Linked DNA regions of Mus musculus: all the other regions are linked to region 4. A link is a contact called in public ChIA-PET, Hi-C, HiChIP or PLAC-seq and promoter capture Hi-C data. All regions are on one chromosome and are shown on one strand. Each heading gives the region's core, a stretch centred on a gene start, on an enhancer-like site or on the middle of the called end of the contact. The rest is flanking DNA. Distances are from core to core; before and after follow the strand shown. Region 1 overlaps Clstn1 (calsyntenin 1). Region 2 overlaps Clstn1 (calsyntenin 1). Region 3 holds the start of Lzic (leucine zipper and CTNNBIP1 domain containing). Region 4 holds the start of Spsb1 (splA/ryanodine receptor domain and SOCS box containing 1). Region 5 overlaps Ctnnbip1 (catenin beta interacting protein 1).

Evidence for each region. Promoter capture Hi-C pulls out the DNA fragments that hold promoters and counts their contacts. Hi-C and Micro-C count contacts between places; a contact is called where the count stands out from the background. ChIA-PET counts read pairs in DNA pulled down with a chosen protein or histone mark. HiChIP or PLAC-seq counts read pairs in DNA pulled down with a chosen protein or histone mark.
Region 1: a contact with region 4 is called in a promoter capture Hi-C map of pre-B cells, with 3 times the contacts expected there. The contact joins the enhancer-like site here to the promoter of Spsb1 in region 4. A contact is called at or near these places in 7 of 39 promoter capture datasets (the 3T3-L1 cell line, the C10 cell line, liver and 3 more), 9 of 484 Hi-C or Micro-C datasets (the Ba/F3 cell line, CD4 T cells, the N1E-115 cell line and 4 more), 4 of 115 datasets of contacts at active chromatin or transcription factors (T-cell acute lymphoblastic leukemia, embryonic stem cells, large pre-B cells and 1 more) and 3 of 9 other capture datasets (adipose tissue, embryonic stem cells and liver).
Region 2: an H3K4me3 HiChIP or PLAC-seq map of stem cell-derived neural progenitor cells shows a contact between it and region 4, with 3 times the contacts expected there. The contact joins the enhancer-like site here to the promoter of Spsb1 in region 4. A contact is called at or near these places in 1 of 39 promoter capture datasets (stem cell-derived epiblast-like cells), 1 of 15 datasets of contacts at CTCF or cohesin (large pre-B cells), 2 of 484 Hi-C or Micro-C datasets (B cells and embryonic stem cells), 1 of 115 datasets of contacts at active chromatin or transcription factors (stem cell-derived neural progenitor cells) and 2 of 9 other capture datasets (adipose tissue and embryonic stem cells).
Region 3: a contact with region 4 is called in an RNA polymerase II ChIA-PET map of memory CD8 T cells, with 5 read pairs. The contact joins the promoter of Lzic here to the promoter of Spsb1 in region 4. A contact is called at or near these places in 1 of 39 promoter capture datasets (liver) and 1 of 115 datasets of contacts at active chromatin or transcription factors (memory CD8 T cells).
Region 5: a Hi-C map of myocytes shows a contact between it and region 4, with 2.0 times the contacts expected there. The contact joins the enhancer-like site here to the promoter of Spsb1 in region 4. A contact is called at or near these places in 9 of 39 promoter capture datasets (the 3T3-L1 cell line, the C10 cell line, the HPC-7 cell line and 4 more), 1 of 15 datasets of contacts at CTCF or cohesin (large pre-B cells), 11 of 484 Hi-C or Micro-C datasets (the G1E-ER4 cell line, the N1E-115 cell line, the P5424 cell line and 7 more) and 1 of 9 other capture datasets (embryonic stem cells).

The regions. Positions count from the first base shown.
Region 1 is chr4:149,646,918-149,649,617 of GRCm38.p6, reverse strand. Clstn1 (calsyntenin 1) reads right to left here. Exons shown (of 19, transcript NM_023051.5): 18 at 2,668-2,700; 19 at 719-2,245. The coding sequence ends at 2,054. It overlaps Pik3cd (phosphatidylinositol-4,5-bisphosphate 3-kinase catalytic subunit delta), which reads left to right. Exons shown (of 22, transcript NM_001164052.1): 22 at 1-450. Among named protein-coding and RNA genes, the nearest start is that of Mir7023, 7.3 kb to the left of the region's middle. Within about 2 kb of position 1,372, at least 56 of the 459 cell types and tissues checked have an H3K27ac peak or open chromatin away from gene starts, as enhancers often do. A contact at or near this core is called in memory CD8 T cells, neutrophils and pre-B cells, where this site is marked.
Region 2 is chr4:149,600,071-149,602,770 of GRCm38.p6, reverse strand. The region is part of intron 1 of Clstn1 (calsyntenin 1); the gene reads right to left. Among named protein-coding and RNA genes, the nearest start is that of Clstn1, 15 kb to the right of the region's middle. Within about 2 kb of position 1,285, at least 19 of the 459 cell types and tissues checked have an H3K27ac peak or open chromatin away from gene starts, as enhancers often do. A contact at or near this core is called in embryonic stem cells and stem cell-derived neural progenitor cells, where this site is marked.
Region 3 is chr4:149,483,819-149,486,518 of GRCm38.p6, reverse strand. Lzic (leucine zipper and CTNNBIP1 domain containing) reads right to left here and starts at 1,253. Exons shown (of 7, transcript NM_026963.6): 1 at 520-1,253. Nmnat1 (nicotinamide nucleotide adenylyltransferase 1) reads left to right here and starts at 1,309. Exons shown (of 5, transcript NM_133435.2): 1 at 1,309-1,410.
Region 4 is chr4:149,953,689-149,956,388 of GRCm38.p6, reverse strand. Spsb1 (splA/ryanodine receptor domain and SOCS box containing 1) reads left to right here and starts at 1,383. Exons shown (of 3, transcript NM_029035.2): 1 at 1,383-1,536.
Region 5 is chr4:149,557,249-149,559,948 of GRCm38.p6, reverse strand. The region is part of intron 4 of Ctnnbip1 (catenin beta interacting protein 1); the gene reads right to left. Among named protein-coding and RNA genes, the nearest start is that of Mir5616, 21 kb to the right of the region's middle. Within about 2 kb of position 1,413, at least 36 of the 459 cell types and tissues checked have an H3K27ac peak or open chromatin away from gene starts, as enhancers often do. A contact at or near this core is called in myocytes and rod photoreceptor, where this site is marked.

The sequences.
Region 1 (2,700 bases), core at 123-2,622, 310 kb after region 4:
CCATGTATCAGCTGCCACCTCAGGACCTGGATCTCCCGGTAGCATTCTGAGACTTTGAGAACCATCACCGCTGTCTCGCCAGCAGCCCAGAACATGGCTCAAGGAGCCCCTTCATGTTGATGAGCCCAGGGTCCAGCAGTGAGCGGTGGTGCCTCCGCAGCACCCGCTGAACCCCTAGTCTGCCCCACCAACTCTGAAATAGGAAACGTGTCTGTGTGTGTGTATGTATGTATGCCATGTTATTTATTGAAAAGAGTCTAGGTGCTCTCTGGTGTGGCTGCAGATTCTGCACAGGCTCGGCCTTTCTGGGTTGGGTGTGTACTTGGCTGGAAGACGGGTTTTTTGTTAAGTTTTTTCCTCTCATTGATGGGGGCTGAGACCAGTTTGTGCAACCTTGACACAACAGGTAAAGACAGGTGAAAAGAAATAAAAACGTTTTTATGTTCTTAAGTTCTTGGCTCAAATAACAAGGGGACTTGGGGGGATACAGTGTACTGGTTGAGCCCTTGTCTGCGAAGTGCAAAGCTTCAGGTACATTCCTTAGTACCATAAAAATTAATAATCCTTGCCCGGCATGGTGGACATCTGTAATCCCAGCACTGAGCAGGCAGAGGCAGGAGGATTGCTTTAAGTTTGAGCCCAGCCTATCTTCATAAATCCCTCAACCCCTGCCCCAACCCGTACCCAACAAACATGACAGAATGGACCCCACTCAGGCTGGAGTTAGAACCAGAACTTTATTATAACGCATACACTTTCTGACCTAGTGTCGATATACACATCTTAAAGGGGACCCTGCGGCTACTGACACGACAGTGTCCCTCTCTTCGTTAGCCTGTTTCCATCTAAGAAAGCAGCTACAGGGGACAGGACATGGGAGGGCGGCCACAGACAGCACGGCGGCATCCTTCGAACTAGCAGCAACAGCAGCGAGGACTGGATGTCCCAGCTGGAGCAGTCTAAACTCTTGACTGTGAATGAAGAGCTGTGCTGTGTGGGTGGTACCTGCTGTCTCCTATCTGCTGGGTCTTAGATCTTAGCCCAAACCCAACAGCACGCGGCATCCCATGGGGCCTCTGGGGAGGAGAGAAAAGATTGTTCTGGAGCATTGTAGCAGTTTATCTTTGGGCCTCGGGGTCTCCTTTTGGTGCTGTTGTGCAGACTTGCTCAGAACCGTGGTCTTCCAAGCGAGGAGCCTGACCGCCTGCACCTTTGCTGTCCGTTCCCAGCTACACCATTTCACCAACAGGGAGGCTCACGTTAATAAGCAGAAACCATGTGGCTGCCAGTCACAGGCGTGTACAGGAAAGGCCAGGGGCTTTGGCAACATCCTGGCTGTTCCCAGCCTCTAATGTGGTTGGAGGCTCGTGGGGCTGGCCCCCCCAGACAGCACTTGAAAGCCATGGCCCCGGCCACGTGGCTGTACGGAAACCCTAGCAAGGGTGGGCCCCAGTGACTTGGGCCTCTCCAACCTGGTTTCTTGGGAGGGAAGAGGGAGGAAGAGGCCCTCCTGGCCCCGCATTCTGACTTTACATTCCTGTCCTGGACTACTAGCACAGAGGACACACAGAATCCCAATTTATTTACAAAATATTAAAAAGTCGGTTGGCCATCTACATATTAACCCCCTCTGCTCTCCCACTTTATACATGCACTAGTTTGGGAAAAAAAAATAAAAAAACTTTTAAAAATAAGAGAAATGGTTACTGACTGCGTGGGAGTAATTTTTCACCCTCTGTCGACAAGTCCGCTCAGTGCGGCTTCTCTGGAGGTCCCAGGTGCTGGTGTCCTCTCCCTGGCCGACAGGGAACTCCAGACACACTTGGGGTCTGAGGTGCTGTGGGGCCCCTGCCCTGGGGAGGAAGCGCCAGCTTCTAGCAAAACTGCAATGGTGATGGGCGGGGAGGGTGGAGCCGGTGGTCCCACACACCAAGCACGGGAGGACTTTGAGCAGTGGGGGAAGGGTCTGCAGACCTGCTGGTCAAAATGATTTTGTACATCGTGGACCCGTGGGGCTGGGAGAGAGTCTGGAGAGCAGGCGCTGAGTGCGGGTTTAGTAGCTGAGTGTGGAGTCATCCCATTCCAGCTGTCGGGTGGCATTCTGGCCGTCTCCGGGGCCTCCTTCCTCCTCCTCACTGCTCTCAGACTCGGCACTGGTGATGTCTTCCTCTTCCTCCCCATCTTCGCTCTCCTCCTCCTCCTCCTCCTCTTCCTCCTCCTCACTGCTGTGCTGGTCCTCATATGTCTGGCAAAGAGACGACGGCGTAAATCTAGCCTGTAGCCCCATCGCCCAGTGTCTATCTACTAAAAGCCACAAAGGAAAACACAGCCAACCCCACAGTGACAGAAGGGCCTGAGTGGTACTGGGAGTCGCCTCGCCAAAGTGACCCGGCAGGTGACGCTCTCATTAGCAACATGGATACCACTCACATGGGATGGGGTGCTCAATGCAGAGGGGCGGAGCTTAGTCCTGTCATACCACGGACATCTTGGGGTAAAGAAGCCAAGAGCGTCAGTTGCCTGCCTATGCTACTCACGGAGGCCTTCAGCAAGGGCTTCCTCATCTGAAGGTGACCCCCCTAATCTAATCTCACTGACCCAACCTGCAAGCACATGACCAGGGTCTGGGTCTCCGTGGCGCTTTGTGGTTGGCCCTTCTGTGCCTACCTCCATGGGGTTGACGGTGATGGTCAAGGCAGA
Region 2 (2,700 bases), core at 36-2,535, 350 kb after region 4:
TAAAAAAAGAAAAAGTCAATTGTCCACATTACATTGTATAAATTTTGTCTCAATTTTAAAAAGGAGGTGCAGGCAATTTACATGGAATTAATAAAACAATATATACACTTATTCTAATGCCCAAAACACTCCACAAGGTTCATTCACTCTCCCACAACCCTAGGTAGCTACTGTCACTACGCTCATTTCAGAGATTTAAAAAAAAAAAATCTAGGTCACAGAGAAGTTAAATAACCCGTGCAAGAGCTCACAGTAGGGAATGGCCACACCCAAACTCACCCCATGGGATGCTCAGGCAGAATGCAGCTGACGCTAAGGGGGAGGGCTCCCCTGGAGGCAGGTGAGCGAGCTGGGCTCACACTGAAGATACCACACACTTAGCAAAGCCACAGCAGATCCTCTAGGCACTCGCCCACGCTGCAGCCACGGGTGAGGGAGCACAGTCCAAGTTTTTGAGCTGTTTACACATGTAAATGCTGCAGAGGTTAACAAATACAATGGGCTAATTATACAAAATACTTGGGGGGTGTGCTGAGGATGGAACCCAGGCCCTTGCTCTACACTGCACTCGAACTTTTTGCTTAAGACTTTTTAAAATTTTACATACATGAATTTACCTGCACCACATACATGCAAGAGCCAGGAGACCAGAGGGAGTCGGATCTCCTGAAACTGGAGTTACAGGCGGGTGGTTGTGAGCCACCACGTAGGTGCTGGGAACGGAACCCAGGTCTACAGCCAGGGCAGTTGGTGCTCCTAACCTCTGAGTCATCTCCCCACTATTCAATCTTACCTGCTAGTCCTGAGCTATAAAAGCCAGTGACAGAGGTACAGCCCCGGTTACTTTCCCTTTGGTAAAATGTGTAAGCAATGTGACTTCTGAAGTCCCTTTACTTCTAGAATCCCAGCTTCGAAATTCAGAAGCTGAGGGGCTTTTTTGTTTTTTTGTTTTTATTGCTGTTGTTTTTAGGATAAATTAGTAGATTTTTTTTTCTTTTATAGCTTAAGGGTTTTAAGTACCTAACATCCTAATGCAATACAATTCCAGGCTCTAGACTCTAGAGCCTGTTTAAGTGGACAGGCAGGCTGCCAACTTTACAAGTAAAGGCGCTCTCTCTCTCTCTCTCTCTCTCTCACACACACACACACACACACACACACACACACACACACGAGGGCAGAGGGGACTGGGGCAGATGGGGCAGAGCACCGTCAGGGGAGCCAGATGTAAGGAATGTTGTCTAAGCAAAACCAAGTCACTGGCCTTATCAAGGATAACACCAAAGCACAAGCCCTGGGGTCAGCAGTTCACAGCCTTTCCCACGGGCACTGGGCAGGTCCCGAGGGTGGAACTGTCCCCGGGTAAAGCCTGATGCCGGAGAAATCCCAACAGTTTCCTCAGGAACATGAAGCAGACAGCAAACACAGGCTTCATTCACCACAGCTTAATAAAAGGCAGGCACTTTACAAGGTCAGCACTACATCACGGGCTTGCAAGGGCTGTCTTGGGAGGGTACACAAAGGTGATAATTTGTTGTTATTGTTAACAACTGAAGTTCAAAAGAGAAGGCCAACTTGGTGGTATTTGCAGAGCATATGTGAGGTTTGAACCCCAGTATCAACCACCTCCCAAGAAAACTCAGAAGTGTGCTGGAGAGGTGGCTCAGTGATTAAGAGCACTGGCTGCTCTTGCAGAGGACCAGGCTTGGTTCCCAGGAGCCACAGGATGGTTACAAATTCCTGTAACTCCAGTTCCAGAGGGCCCTCCAACATCCCCTTCTGGCATACATAGGCACTACATGTGTGTGCTGCACATACATATACATACACACACATACATGGAAAACACTCATACATTAAAAATAAAAATTAATAGATCTTTAGAAGAAAAGAAATGGAAGCATGATAGTGCACTTCTGTAATCTCAATACTTGAGAGATGAAGGTAGGAAGGTCGTGAGTTCAAGGTCATGCTCTGTAAGGCAAGTGGACAGAAGGACTGGTAAGGCCGAGCAAGCCTAAACCCCGGGAACTCTCAGAATTGAGAACAGTAGGCGTGAGGCCAGCTCCCTGCCAAAGACCTGCTCTGGAACATGTAACCAAGACAGCCCAGTGCGAGGACCATGACAACTGGTCATGTAGCATAAACCCTGGAGTTCTCCTTGTTAATGAGGTATCTAGATAGGTCCCGAGTGTTTAGCCAATGAGCTTACCTTCCCGGGCATTCCTTCCACAAAAGTATTTAATTCCTGGTTCACCCTGAGTAAGATGAATGCATTCACATCTGCCATCAAATAAAGCAGTTTGGACCAGCAAGGACAGGCTCCTCTATCAAGGACCATGGCTGAGTGAGGCCTTCATCGTGAAGAGCATGCCTAAGTCTCCTGGAGCAGTCCCTCTCTCTTCCAGCCCCTCCACACTCCATACTGGATCCCGCCCACTTCCTGGGCTCAGCCATCCCCTTCCTGCCTGGCCTGTAGGGACCCAGTTCCTAACTCCCCGATGTCACCAGCAACATCTGGGTACACAGGAGGCCAGGAACCTTAGCATCCATCCCAGCCCCCACTGTTTCTCACCTGGGACCCCTATCACAGACTGTGTTCTGCCTCCCCTGAGCGGCTTGCTGGAGGAGCTCAGAGACCCCAGTGACGAAAAAGACACTCAGCCCCAACAACTACACTCAACTATACAATTTAGTTTG
Region 3 (2,700 bases), core at 4-2,503, 470 kb after region 4:
GTAAAATGAAAAGAACATATTTTTTCTAAGATTACAGGTATGTGCTAACATGCCCAGACTTGTTTTTCTTCCCCCAGAACAGGGGATTGAATCCAGGCGCTCATTCCTGCTAAGCAAGGACTCTACCATTAAGATAAATCCCCTGCACAGTAAGTTATTACTGTTTAACACAAAAATTTATCTCTTCTTGGGGGAAATGGAGGAACCAGAATGCTACATATACGCTACGCCAGACTGCACTCCCAAGCTGCAATACAGTCTCAAAAGGCAAAGTTATTCTGAATAAATTTAAGGAAAAATAAAGGCTTGTACAACAAACAAACAAAAAAAAAAAAAACAAAAACAAAAAAAAAAAAACAAAGCAACAACAAAAAAACTTTAACCACACTACAGATTTAGACCAGAAAGATTTGACTCACTGGCACCACCTAGTATTGAATAAAAGTGATGCGTTTCCTTTGAGACTGCCGAAATGGCCAACACTGTCATCTGGAGTGGAATATATTCATTCACGCTCACCGGGGTTCCAGTATCCTGTCCCGTGCACGGTGCTCAAAACTCGCCAACTGTCGGAGCTCTGAGTGTCATCAATTTGAGGAAAGCGAAGTTGTCATAAAGTTTACCGGAGGCTCAAACTTCAAACCTCCTGGGGTGGAGCTGGCTAGAACAAGGTAAAACTGTTAAGAGTTTTATTTGCTGTGTCTGAACTTGGCCTACAGCTGTCCAGATCACTTCCCGCTAAGCAGACTGTAACTGAAATACGTTCTCCATTCCTAGGAAGACGCGGGAGAGGCCACTGAATCCCTGGGCTGTGCCTCCCGTAGCTTTTGCCGAGTCTCCTCTGGGTGAGGCCACAGCACTCGGGACTCGGCTTGAGGAAAACTGTCCAACTCAGACGCACGAGAAGGCAAGGGCAGAAAGCACACCTTCTCAGGGACGGAGGTGAGCAAAGCCCGGGCCCGGGACCACCGGAGCAAAAATAAGGCAGAGCCGGACCGCACGCTCGGATGCCGGCCTCCTCCCCGCGGACAGACGAACTCCAAGCTCCCGCCGAGGTGTGCAGGTCCCGCCAAGGCCGGGCTCCAGCAGGCCCGGTGGTCACCTGAGGAGGCGGGGAGTCCTACGCCTGCGAAACGCTTCTCCGTCCTCCCTGATCGGAAAACAGGACAACCTCCTTCGCCCTCCCGATCCCCGCCTGCCGCCCGCTAGCGGATCCCAGGGTTTGGAACCAGGGGCCCCGCCTACCTGACTCCCCGGCCTGGCGGACCGCATGGAGCGAGCACTTCCGCTGGATTCGCGCACTTCCGGCTGTGTGGGGCCAATGAGAGCAAGGCGGCGGTGTTCCCTGCGCTGGCGTCCGGGCCGAGGTTGTCTCCTGGAGGACTAGGGCCGTTTGGCCTTCAAGGCCTGGTAAGCAACCCACCGAGGTCCTAGGAGACGAGCCTGTGCGAGCGTTAGCCCGGTGACCCGTACTTTGCCAAGCAAGGGACAATGCACAATGGCTGGGCCTTTAGAGACTTTTGTAACGGTCCCTGGGGCCAGCTCTTCATAGTCAACTCTTGCCCTTTAGTTCTTGGAACCAAAAAGTTGGTAACTTTCCTGTGACCTTGGTGCAGGTCAGTTCCCCCACTTGGGGTGGCCTGGATTCTTCCTCTCTAGAGATTTCTTGAGAGCAGACGCCCATGAACTTAGAGGGATGTGGGTGAGAGGCAATGGGGGAAAGCCAGTGCTGAGAAGGACATTCCCTTTTAGTCGTTTCCAAATCTGGGAAAGAGCAAGCCCACACAGCCTTTGAGAACCAGTTAAATTGCTGCTGAGTGGACTGTAAACTGTTACCAGGGAGCTGAGTGGAGAAAGGGCTATGCCAGCCCTTTGGGACCCAGATCCTGAGTCCCAAATGTCGGATATTGAGCTACACTGTTGGATTCTGGGTTTGCTTAATTGTGATTATTCCTATTCTCTGGTTCTGCCCTTTTGGGATTAGAAAGTATGAAACTTATTTTGATTTTACAGGAGCTCATGATTAAAAGACTTGGACTTTTAAAGAGACTCGGAACTTTAAAAGTTTTGAAATTTTGAAAGACTGAGAATTTTGAAAGTTGGTCTATGCTTTTGTTTTATAATGTTAACAGGGACTTTGGAGACAAGAAATCGAAAGGTTATAGCTTACAGTGATGCCTTTGTGAAGTTGAAGGGGGGGGGGTGTTAGAAGTTCATAGTTAAGCCGGGCGTGGTGGCGCAGGCCTTTGATCCCAGCACTCGGGAGGCAGAGGCAGGTGGATTTCTGAGTTCGAGGCCACCCTGATGTACTGGGCTGTATAAGAAAGCCAGCTTCCTAGGTGCTGGGCATTGGCACTAAAGAGGCAGAGATGGAATGATATCTCTGAGTTCAGGGCCAGTCTGGTCTACAGACTGAGTTTAAGCCAGGAGGCAGCAGCATTCATTCCTCAGTAGTGTCTGCTTCAGGTTCCTCCTAGAGCCCGTGCCCCAATTCTTTCAGTGATGGACTGACCTGGAAGTATAAGGCAAAAGAACCCTTCCTCCCCAAGTTGCTTTTGGTCAGAGTGTTTTGTCACAGCAGCAGAGTGAGGCTCAGACACTGGCTATATGTTCTACAAAATAATTGGCTGTAGTAATATGAAAGATTGTTGTAACCCATAAAGAGATTCTCTTTATCCAAAAGTTCCCACAACGTAAAGA
Region 4 (2,700 bases), core at 134-2,633:
ACTTCTCGCTCAACATATGGAACATGCTCTCTTTCCAAGCTATATGGGTCAGTGGCTGCCGTGCTCACAGGGAATGCTTCAAATTCCCAGACTTTGAAGAGTCCAACAGGAGGGAGTCACCCCCCTGAGTCACCGGCAAGGCTGCCTGCTCGAAGAGCCAATAGCGCCCCGGAGAGGCCGCTTTCCCCACGCAGACCCACCTTGTCCATAGCAGTCTGGAAGCTTCTGTGTTTTCAAACAAAATTGGCAACAGTGAGGTGGTTGGAATCTACACAGTAGCCTCCGGCCCTTCGGGTCTTTACAGTGAGTGATTAAATAACTTCAGCGGCCACAGTATTTATAGCAACTTCTCTAGCATCCCTCCCCACGTATGGGTGAGGAGTGGGAAGATCTTAAGGGGATATCGCGAAGATGGGAGTGAAAATTCCCTCAGTCACCTGTGACTACTCTCTTCTGTAATGACGGGAAAGGAAAATCCCTTTCAGACTAGAGCTTCTAACGGTGTACTTTTAATGTGAAGTCCCTGTCGCTTGTGCCATCCTAAACTCATTGTCTAGGTACTGTGGACGCCTATGCGACCAGGACCTCGGGGTCTTGAAGTTCTGAGTTGCCTGTCTGTCTCCATGAGCGCGGAAACAGTAAGTATAGAGCAGCCGGATTACACATGGACTCATAGACAGTTCCTTTGCACGACAGCATTACAGAACCTTAACCCGGAGTTTCAAACGAGTTAAGCAAGATCTTGCTCCTGTGATTACTGCTATAACCTCACCCTGCCAAACATTTTTTCCCTAAAGAATGAACCTCAGCTCCTCAATACAGTGCTGGACACCACCGCAGCCCCCGCGCAGGTTTTCTGTTATTATGATCCTGGCCTTAGGTCCAGCCTTTCCTAAAAACTTCTCCAGAGGAATCAAAGCTCTTGCTGCAGAGGCCAAGGCAGAGCGATGTATGTCTGAGCCTACAGCCCTTCTGCAAGAAGGTGGTATCGGGGGCTACAGAGTTCGCAAAGCCCCAAGCCTGCCCTGCCTCAGAGCCCTGCGCGCTCCGGGCTCTCGGGCGACCAGCGCCGCTCAACGCTAGGAAACCCAGCGCTGGGTCGGAAAGTAGAGGGGCGTGGCAGGAGAAGGGGCGTGGTGTAGGGCGGGGCTAAGCGGGAAAGTGCGGAGGGGAGGGCTGTGAGGAGCGCCAGGCAGAAGGGAGGGTTGCGATAAAAAGGGCGTGACCTGAGGCGGGGCGTGGTGAAGGAGCGTGACATGGGGCGTGGCAGGGCAAATGGAGGCGGGGTGGAGCGTACAAGCCCCGCCCACGGCGCGTCCTTCTTTTTTCTCCGCCCTCCCACCTTAGAGCTGTCGGTGGCTTTTTCTTCTCAGCGCAGGAGTCGCGCTCGAGCGGCCCGCGCGCTTGCTGCAGGAACCAGCTCCAGGCGCTGGCGCCGGGGCCACGGGGAGGAAGCGACTTCGCTCTCTGCAGCGGGCGCGGCCCTGGGCACCGCGAGCCTCCGGAGCTCCAAGAGCTGCGGCCTCTCTGTGCGCGGTAGGCGGCATGGGACACCGAAGACCGGTTGGGTGGGCGCGCGTTCGGGCTCTGGGATCCGGGGATGGGGGAGACACGGGGACCACCACGCTGAGAGAACTGAGAGGGTGGGCGCGGGGCAGAGCGTGGGCATAGGGTGGGCACCCGGCGTGGAGCCATGATCGATCTTGGGTCCCCGGAGAGGGGCCGGGCGCCGCCCAGTGCGCTGCCGCTTCTGCTGCGGAGGCTCTGGGGTCCCACCTGCGGGGGCGGCATTGGGTGGGGACCTCAGTGGAGCGGGGACAGTCGCTCCCTAAGATGAGCCTAGGCTGCAAACCGAGAAAGAGGCCTGGGGCTCTCCTTAGTCCCAGGGCGCCTTAGGGTTCTGATTGTTGAGGGGGACTCCCATCGCCAAAGTCGAGGGGACCCCTTCTGCCCCATGCATCGCGACCCTGCTGAGTTAAGTTAGTTTCGCTTTTCCCGCCAGTCCGGGCTCTGATTTGTAGCGGCCCTAGTCCCCCTTCCCGATCCGGCCCCCGTAGCGCCTCTCTCTGGGAGACTGCCTGGTGACACTGCGCGCGGCGCCAGCCACCCCGGAGCCGCCGATGCTTCTCCGGGCAACCGAGGTTATGTCAGGAAATCGATGGAAACAGAGAAACAAGAGCAGCCTGAATCGGATGGTAGAGCAGAGGATGAGTTGTCCCGCGCCTGACGAGTGTGCGAGGACTTGCTAATCTCCAAGTTTAAGGATGTGCCATGGCAAAGACTGAATGTTCACAAATGGTGCCTGTGAAGATGTTTGCCAGCCAGGAAGTTGTGTGTGCTTTTGCGAATGAGAGTGTGACCTTGTGAGTTTCTGTTCGTGTCTGTTGTTGTGTATCGTTGTGAATATGTGTGTTTCCTAAATGTTCTTGCCTGTCTGTGAACAGTAGTGGGGCTGGCCATTGGCTCTGGAAGGTTGTGGAGTATAACTCCCCTTGCTTGGTTGGTTTTGGTAAGTGGGGTATTGCTGGAGTGCTGGCTGGCACCTTTCCAGGGAAGCTCCTGCCAGCTGAGCGGGGCTCAGGCTCCTCTCTCTTTTTCTCTGAACTCAAGCTGTACAGTGTGGTGGTGAGCTGGCAGAAGCTGCTTCCTGAGTGAGTAATAGTTAATTAAACACTTTAGTTAGTAACATCAGAAACTGCT
Region 5 (2,700 bases), core at 164-2,663, 400 kb after region 4:
TTACTACACAGCTCTCAGAAGTAGTGACTGATACCCGTGTGGGGCATAAGGCCAATGTGCACGTCTGCCTGCAGACACTGCAATGAGCGGCCTGAAAAGGAGGTTAAGGAAATAACTGATGGTATTGTATCTTCCTAATGATACAATAACATTTAGGAACAAACTTGTTCACACTTGTTCATTTACTCGTGTGTGTGTGTGTGTGCGCGCGCGTGCGTGCACGCGCGCGTGCTCGTGTGTGCATGTGCATCATGGCAGAGGTCAAAGGACAACTGCAGGAGTCTGTTCTCTCCTTCCACCATGTGGGTCCTTGGAGTTAGAACTCAGGCACTGTTTGTTTGTTTGTTTGTCTGTTTTCTGAGATAAAGTTTCTCCATGTAGCCCTGGCTGTCCTTAAACTTGCTCTGTGCCTCTGTGCTGGGACTAAAGGCATGCACCACCTCTGATAGGCTAGGCCTTTCACTCTTACCACTCAAAGGGAAAAAAAAAAGTTGAAGTCTATCATCCACTCACCACCAACCCTATTCTTTTCGGTTTTTAAAATGTTTGTTTTATGTATGTGAGTACATTGCAGCTGTCTTCAAACACACCAGAAAAGGGCACTGGATTCCATTACAGATGGTTGTGAGCCACCAAGTGGTTGCTGGGAATTGAACTCAGGACCTCTGGAAGAGCTGTCAGTGCTCTTAACTACTGAGCCATCTCTCCAGCCCACCACTAGTCCTTTTCAGTGATGGACTAAATAAATAAATCCAGGGCACAAGAAGCAAGAGGCTAGATTACCACTGAGCTACATCTTCAGCTGAACTCAGCTTTCTTAGAGACAGGGTCTCACGATGTACCCCAGACTGGCCTCAAACTCAGGATCCTCTGTCTCTGCTGGGATTACAGGTGTGGTCAGCAAGCTCATGAGAGCAGCTCTGCATCATTCTGGAAACCCAATCCAAGTTCCCAGGAGGTGCAGCGTCACACACATGAATAGGGTAGGCAGGGTAAAAGACCCAGACAGACACAAATGCTGATAAGAGGAGAAATCAGAGCCTTCCCTGTACAAACCTGATGTCCATTTTGAAACCTATCTTGTTATCCAGGCAGCTGCAACCTTCAGCATTCTCAGCAGCATGGTGGTGGGAGTTAGGGGTGAGGGTAGGAAACATAGACTCATGAAACCCAGGCTAGCCTTGATAAAGCCTAGGTTTGAACTTGAACTCACTGTGCAGTCTAGATGCCTTTCATCTTCTATCCTTCCTACCTCTCATTCCCAAGTGCTGAGATTACAGATGTGCACCTCACACCCAGTTTTGTGTAGTACTGGGAAGCAAGCCAAAGCCTCAGGAATGCTGGGTAAGCAGTCTACAAGTGACTTACATCCCCATTAGTCTAATCTTTATCTGCTGAACATGCTATGTGACCAGGACTAGCCTTGTTCTTGGTCATATTCAGAGCGCTTGCTCAGAGCCTTTGCTCAGAGACTTGAAGTAGCTGGGTGAACCGGAGGCCCAGGCTCTGGAGCCCTTGCCTTTAACGACACAGAAGGGAAACAACTGTCTGTCTGTAGTCACCCAGAGCATGGAGGATTGCCAAGCCTCAGTCAAAGCCTGGATTGGTCTCTGCGTCACTGTGCAAATGGAACCTAGACCCAGGATTAAAACCCACCACCACCACCACCACCACCACCACCACCACCACCACCACTACCACCACCACTGGGATGGAGTCAAGTGCCAACTGTCCTCCCTGCACTACTGTGGCTCATCCAAAAGCAGGGCTGAGGCTCAGCTCTCTGGACAGGGTGGGGCAGGCATCCACTGGCCCTTCCATCCCACGCCTGATGCCAGCTTTGGCCCTTCAGTGGAGCTAGTCAAGTGACTGGGGAGAGAAAAATGACAAATATGCAGAAGCATAGAAACAGGGAAGCTGGCCCCTGGCTGGGGGCGGGAGGCAGACAATGGGGTCACTGGTCTGTTTGTGAGCTGGGGATGAGTTCACACCAGCAGTGTTGGAAGCCAGCCTCCGTCTCAAGCCCGCACTCACGCCCAAACCAGATCACGTCAGTGACGATGAGGTTCGGAGAAGGGTTCCTGAAGTTGGAACTTGTTATTTTTTGTTGCAACCTAAGACAAGTTCACAATATAGGCTGACCTTGAACTTGTCTCTTGCAAACCCAAAGATCCCACAAACCAGGATGGGCACTGCCCTATGTAGACGGCGTTGTGGAAAAGGGGGACTCATAGGAGCAGCGCCAGCCACACTGGATACCATAAGACCTCAAAGACCAACCTCCATGCTAACATGAGCCCTGCCGATGGGGGCCTTGGCTTTGCCACCCTTACGCTCACAGCACCCCTTACTGGCATAGGTGTCCCAGGACTCCAGCTTCAGCCCTTCTGGGGTTAGGTATCCATTAGCTCTTGTACTTCTGTGGAACCTTATACCTCGCTAGGCAAAGTACAAGATTAGGGACCTGGAAAGGAAGGTGGTTCCGTGGGTAAAGTGCTCGCTATGCAAGAAGGATGTGTGTTCAGATCCTCAGCACCCATGTAACCATGGTGCACAGCAGGGTGCTTCTGAAACCTTCAGGCTGGCTATAGAGAGACATGAACATCCTTGGGGCTCACTCACCAGCTAGGTTAGCCAACTGGTAAACTCCAGACTCAGTCAGAGATCCTATCTCAAACATAAGGTGGAAGGCTGGCAATA